2 separate regions of the Cyprinus carpio genome follow, and region 1 is linked to region 2. The links are chromatin contacts, called in public Hi-C maps. All regions are on one chromosome and are shown on one strand. Each heading gives the region's core, a stretch centred on a gene start, on an enhancer-like site or on the middle of the called end of the contact. The rest is flanking DNA. Distances are from core to core; before and after follow the strand shown. Region 1 holds the start of LOC109073999 (CDK5 and ABL1 enzyme substrate 1-like). Region 2 has its middle 37 kb from the start of LOC109073999.

Region 1 (3,533 bases), core at 949-3,448, 37 kb before region 2:
TTTTGTCCCCTGAAAACTATGGCTGATATACAAAGATTCTGTCCAGAAAGAGAGAGAGAGAGAGAGAAAAAAAAACTAAACGGCTTCCGTAGTGAAGGAATTGCTTTCGTATTTCTTTGCTTGAGTATCTGTCATTACCATAACGTGGTTAACTCAGCATGTTAGAATAATGTCATTGACCTGAGTGCTTCTGACCGAGGGAGGTTATCAGTGGGGAAGAAGTCTGACCAGATGACAGAGCAAAGGGACCACCCACTCTTACTGGAGCATGGATGTTGTAGTCCACATTTACATGAATCTCCTTCATTAAGTTGGCCAAATCAGTGGAAAATGATATAAATGGCGATATCATTTGTCATACATACATACATATACAGTATATAGAAATAGTTGAACAATAATTTTTACAGAAACAATTGTTTTACACAGAGTTTATTATGTTTAATGTACAGTAGGCTACATGTAAAAATAAAAGTGTATATTTTAGGTGCTATGATTTATATGTTGTTGTTGTTTTTTTCTTTTTTCACAATTTTAAAACTGCTTTTGCCCTTCACTTACGTTGTTGTGCAGTATGACAAATTTGTTTTTAAAGTACAAATATTTCATGCAGTCCGTTTATTCGAGCTCATAAAACTATGTTTTAGATGGGAGTAACTATCCGACCATGTAACCAGCTGTGCACATGACATAAAAACCGCAATCTTCCCAATTTGCATCACTCTTTTCACCTCATTTGCTTCATAAACGCCTACTGAGTGCTAGGAATCTGATTGAGAAAGAATTCCGGAGTATCTGTTACAAACGGCAAATGAACTTGGATCTCAAATATTTCACCACTGGTTTATATCACCTCCCTCATTCATTTCATCACGGAAATCTATCTATTAGGCTACACTCTGGCACCATCTAGTGAACATCTCAAAGAAATCCTTCGCAATCATAATCGCCACATAACTTCCAGGCATGTGCATATAACTTTATTAAGCACTAGATGGCGGTGTGACTTTGAAAATTACTGCTATCAAACAGACAATCTTTAAAATAATAATAATAATAATAATAATAATAATAATAATAATAATAATAATAATAATAAATAAAAAATAGCCAGGCTTTTTGTGCAACTAGGAAATCTAGTTGTTCTTGTCATAAATTGTGCCATCAAGTGGAGTTTTGTCATTTCAGCTTAGGTACTTGAGTTGAAGAGGAATCCATTAACACTCACACAGTGTTTTTATAACTCATGTCACGTTCAGTAAATCTATCCCGCCAGACAATCCATCTTAAAATATAAGATATGTTTAGGAGCATGGTTACTGAGCCACACATTTAATGTGCACTTGTGTAGGCCTACTTCATGACTATACTTAAGAACACTTTTAAAAAGTGCACTTTTGTAATCATTTTGACGTAAATGTTTTGCTTAAAATTACAATTTTAAAACATTGTTTTAATAATCTTTAGTCATACATTAATGAAGTGCGCTTATTTTGATGTATTGTCTAACATACTAAGCACATGTATTTGATTTTCATTTTATCTGTTTTTGATATTACACTTAAAGTAAATATCAATAAATTGCAACTTCATCATTACAAATTTGCAATAATTTCAAATATATTTACATAACTGACATACATTTCAATTATATTAAAGTCTTTCGTTGTTGTTGACTTTTATTATTATTTATGATAACATTCTACATCATTCTACACTATCCTCAACCATATTTAACCATATTTCAACGACAACACAATTACATAATACTATAGAATTACTTATAAAGATGTACTTAAGCAGGGTACATCGTTATTGACCCAAGTGAAATTCGATACATAGCCTATATATTAAATGTTTAAAAGTCTTAAGAAGTCTATTTTCAAATGTTTGAATTTAAATTGTATTTTAAGACACAATAACGATATCTAAAAGGACATCGATATCTCGTGCTACCTTGTACCGTTCGTACCTAAAATGTTTACTTTTACGTAATTTTTAATGTCCTGTCCAAGTAGCTCAGAAGGGCGGAGCGAAACTGAAGGCAGAGGGTAAAAACACAGAGGCTGTGTCTCAAAACGTACCGAGCCGCCTACTGTAGACAGCATTTTTAGCAGCGAAAGCGTGCTCAGAACCCGTCGTTCAGCTAAAAGAACTAAACCAACTCTCTGCTGTCTGGTTAGGCGACTCACTAAGTTTTGGAACACCGCCCCCTTCTCACGACTGTCCATTGGCCAGACTGAAGCTCCTGCTTCCACAATACTGCACACACGTGACCCAGTTTTTCTGTACACACACTCACAGTAAAACCCAGCAGGCACTTAAAAGCCAACGCCATGGCTCTTTGACCAGCAATTTCACCCCACATCCAAACAATCACTATGAACCCTCTCCGTTGACAAACACGCACTATCCCACGCGTAATGGCGAGCGCGCTGCAGATGAAGCCCTCCAGTCCGGAGCACACACGGAAGCGCGTAATAGATCCACGGAGACAAGCTGCACTCTCATTCCTCAGCAACATCTCTCTGGACGGACGACCCGTGGAGGATGACGGGGAAAATCAGCCCGAGGATGAGGATAGCCCTAGGACTAGACAGAGCCTGGTTTCTGCAGTGGGCCAGCAGGCATTGGCCGCAGCAGCGAGCCAGGCTCTCAGCAGTGCCCGAGCTGCTGGTTTCCTGGCAGGGATCACGGGTCCCAACGCGGCCGCCGCAGCCGCTGCTGCTGCTCCTCCTCCTCCAGCGTGCGGAGCGGATGCGGAGGAGGATGTGTGCGGCTCTCAGGTGCTCCAGTCCGTGTTCAGCTCCCCCTTTTCAGCAGTGCCACCGGCTACGAGAGGGAGACTTCAGACGTACACTCAGGGAATCCTGCCTGTGTCCTACTCCAGGCAGTCCAGCCAGAACTACTGCGGTCTAGATGGAGGGCAAATAGCCAACTCTGCCCTGGAACTGCAGAGATCCAGGTAACCTTATGCACTGAGATGAGCTCAGGTCATTAATTATAACAGTAATATAGCAAGGTGCTCCATGAAGTATTACCATCCAAGTTGTTCATTTGTGTTATTGCATATGCAAATAAACCAACAAATCTATTAAACTAAGCACACCTGTAGGATTACATTGGTGTTGATGGGTATAAACAATTTGAATCAAGTGCTTTTATCCAACTAATATCAGGGTGATTTCTAGAGGATGTATGAAATCACTTCTCAAGTTCACTTATATGTTAGCAGAGTAACCACAATAAACTAGTACTGTCTTTCTTTAAAATAAATGCAATTTGGGTTGATATTTACTAGTATATTTAATAGAATTACCTTAATATATTTTGTGGTATAAGTGTCCAAATAGTTTTGGGGGGCACTTGTCTGTTTTTGTATTACACACAATTCTTTAATAATGTAAAATTATCATTTAAAATAGTAATACACCAGCAAAGTACTAACATTTGCATTTACACTGTAAAATGAATACTCTAATGTAAAGACACTTATGGCACTTTTCAAACTTAATAAATCCTGACAGTACACA
Region 2 (3,624 bases), core at 350-2,849:
GCACAACCATCTCTAGGGTTTACAGAGAATGGTCCAAAAAAGAGAAAATATCCAGTGAGAGGCAGTTGTGTGGACGAAATGCCTTGTTGATGTCAGAGGTCAGAGGAGAATGGGCAGACTGGTTAGAGATGATAGAAAGGCAACAGTAACTCAAATAACCACTCGTTACAACCAAGGTATTCAGAATACCATCTCTGAATGCACAACACATCAAACCCTGAAGTAGATGGGCTACAGCAGCAGAAGACCACACCGGGTGCCGCTCCTGTCAGCTAAGAACTGGAAACGGAGGCTACAATTCTCACAGGCTCACCAAAATTGAACAATAGAAGATTAGATTGGAAAAACGTTGCCTGGTCTGATGAGTCTTCATTTCTGCTGTGACATTCAGATGGTAGGGTCAGAATTTGGCGTAAAGAACATGAAAGCATGGATCCATCCTGCCTTAGTACCAATTGAGCATCGTTTAAACGCCTCAGGCTACCTGAGTATTGTTGTTGACCATGTCCATCCCTTTATGACTACAGTGTCCCCATCTTCTGATGGCTACTTCCAGCAGGATAATGCACCATGTCACAAAGCTCAAATCATCTCAGACTGGTTTCTTGAACATGACAATGAGTTCACTTTACTCAAATGGCCTCCACAGTCACCAGATCTCAGTCCAATAGAGCAGCTTTGGGATGTAGTGGAACAGGAGATTTGCATCATGTATAAACACCCTACAAACCAACAGCAAAAGAGCAATACTATCATTTCAAAAATTAACAAAATCACCAAAAAAGTGAACCAACACCTTGTTGAATCTATGCCACAAAGAATTAAGACAGTTCTGAAGGCAAAAGGGGGTCCAACCAGGTACTAGCAAGGTGTACCTAATAAAGTGGCCAGTGGGTGTATATATACACGTGTGCATGTGTGTATCTGTCAGAATTTGAAGCAAAACACAGTTCTTAGTCAAATGGGTATAAATATCAAGTCACTAATATTTTGTAAAAAGAACTTCAGAGCAGCAGCCAAAGCATCAGATGGGCTCTGGAAATGTTGTTCCCATAGCTCTGATGCAATCGAGAAAAAGGGTTTCTAGCAGAGAATGAATTCTGACACAGCTCCAAGGTAAACAAGGCCCCGGTCACACCAGTCTCATGCAGCGATAAAAACAAACACATGGGCCTAACTGCGGACACGGCGTATGTAGCTTAGCCCTCCCCATTCACCAACTAATTCCCCCTTCAGCCAACAATAAAAGCCCTTTCCTGATTTGAAATTCCTGTATCTTTCCTGGACACGTGTTGGTCACCCTCATTGTGGAGAAATATGTGTAATTCATCAAAGTATGCATGCGTCCATTCGCTTCCTTTTCAAATGCTCGGAATTTTGGCTGAGGTGGCAATTCATCTCCTTCCTCTGGCTGCAGTGACTCAGTTTTACCCTCTTGGTTCCGCTCCATGTGCTCATAAGGCAGTTTGTAAACAAGGAAGTGTTTGAAAGCATTTTCAATAGGCCTAACTGAATGTGGCCTTGTGAAGTTTGGCCAGAGGTGGCTCTGAATGAAACGACACATACACGCTTCCCGGGAAAGTGCTGGAGATGGGCCGACGAATCTGATCCTGGCCTCCTGGACTTGAGATGGCTATCTTATTGGCTATCCGGTTCCTTTCACTCCACCTGTGGCCTGTTCTCCTGTCAAATGACCCCAGTAACTGTGAGCCAATGACGGAAAAAGAAGACACTGAATTCCAGACGCTTATTTATTAATGGTGCTTTGAAATCTTTTGGGCTCCACATTACAGATCCCGAGTTCTAGTCCATTTTATTTAGAAGACGGAAAAGGTAGACGAATATGTTTGCCATTTGGATTTGAATTAATGGTTAAAAATAGATATAAAAATAGAATAGGAAAAATAGAAGGAAATACAAATAAATAATGCCTGGTTTTTAACCTAATAATTATGGATAATAATGCTGATAATAATGCTGCCTTTTATATAGCTACTATATTTTTATTTTGATATTTGCAGTTTTCATACTTTATTATTTATTTATTTATTTATTAAAGAATGAATCAGTTTTTTTTTTTATTGGACTTTGTTTCGAACTATAGGGCCCTTGCAGCACAATTAAAATATAAAAATATAAATATTAAAATATTACAAATATTCAGTATTATAAGTTTGCAAATTGTGGTGCCATATTACAAGTTGGGTTATTGCATTTCTTAAGATGATGGGTGTGATTGGTGAACATTGCCTGTGCAAGTGGAACATTTATATAATCAGCGTACGCAGATGTGAAGTTTATGACTGTGTGTTGCCCTTTAACCCCTAATGAACCACCAATACAAATAACAACGTTCAGAGTGACACCAGACAGTCCCTTTAGTGGCTTTTCAATGTATAAATATAAGCTGGCTTTAAACTGCAAGAATTGCCATGGTCAGAAAGTGGGAGGCAGAAGTAAGACTTCTACATCCTTTGGAACAAAACTTAGCACTTTTGTAATGTGAACTAATTTTGTTGAGATGTTACTTTTTATACAGAGCAAAACACCATACTTCCTAACTACTGCTGTTGGCTAGTGGGGGTCTCAAAAGGGACATTTAAAATGCTTACATAAAAAATTAGAACCTTGTCTTTACTGCAAGCCTAAACCAGAGGAAATCAATATTTCATTGTCTCTCCACCACATGGGGCAAGACAGAAACATATTAATAAATCATGAATTGGCAGCTAGTATGACAACAACTCTTTGGAGGCAGTCAGCTCAGGTCAGACACTGCCATAGCTTTTGATCCGTAGGATGTCTAGTATGACTCTTTTATCAGTATTATCATGTTTGTGTTTTAACATAACATTACATAACATTCTTTTTTTCAAAGCCCATTAATGCCCTTGACTGTGTGCACAACAAACGATCATCTCAAGTGTTCAGGCAGATTTACTTTTTTTTAATAAAAGAATGCAGAATGGTGAATTTGTAATGTAATTTGTAATTACAGAACTGATATAAGGATGCGTGTAGATTATTTTATTTTCTCAGTTTGGCAGTTCAGATGAGAGTATGTGGCGCCACCGCTCGGTTAAAATAAAAACAGCAATTTGCCGAGTACCTAATTAGAATTGATTGCAAAATATTGCTGATAAATCATTGTCTGACAATGATAAAATTTCGGCAATTATGTCATGTGTGCTTTCTATTCTATGTTTAGAATCAAAACAAGCGATGCCATATTTGAGAATTGATCGTTCTAATTGGTCAAACGAGTTTGCAAAAAGTTCTAAAATTGTTCATGATTCAGATTGATTCTTTCGGGCAGTTCACTCAGGCACCTGAATCGTTTGTAGCTTTTTCACACTGAAATGGTGACTTTATATGCTAAATCTATTATTATTATTATTATTATTATTATAAATAAATAAATAAATAAATAAATAAATAAAACCGTCGCTCACAGGCAAATTAATTAATCAGAACAAAATAGAAATGCAGCCGCACCTGCAACTGCCAATAAAATAAAATTGACAATATATTAAAAGTGCATAAATGTGTATCATTAAAGGTGTTATATTGAACCTGCTTCAATTTTAAGCATATGCCATGCCACACTATTGCAATATTTTTCTT

The links. Hi-C and Micro-C count contacts between places; a contact is called where the count stands out from the background.
Region 1: a Hi-C map of liver shows a contact between it and region 2, with 5 times the contacts expected there. The contact joins the promoter of LOC109073999 here to the enhancer-like site in region 2. A contact is called at or near these places in 3 of 8 Hi-C or Micro-C datasets (liver and skeletal muscle).

The regions. Positions count from the first base shown.
Region 1 is chrA2:7,820,394-7,823,926 of ASM1834038v1, reverse strand. LOC109073999 (CDK5 and ABL1 enzyme substrate 1-like) reads left to right here and starts at 2,198. Exons shown (of 8, transcript XM_042771193.1): 1 at 2,198-2,965. The coding sequence starts at 2,424.
Region 2 is chrA2:7,782,751-7,786,374 of ASM1834038v1, reverse strand. No RefSeq gene overlaps it. Among protein-coding and RNA genes, the nearest start is that of LOC109073999, 37 kb to the left of the region's middle. Within about 2 kb of position 1,599, at least 1 of the 8 cell types and tissues checked has an H3K27ac peak or open chromatin away from gene starts, as enhancers often do. A contact at or near this core is called in liver, where this site is marked.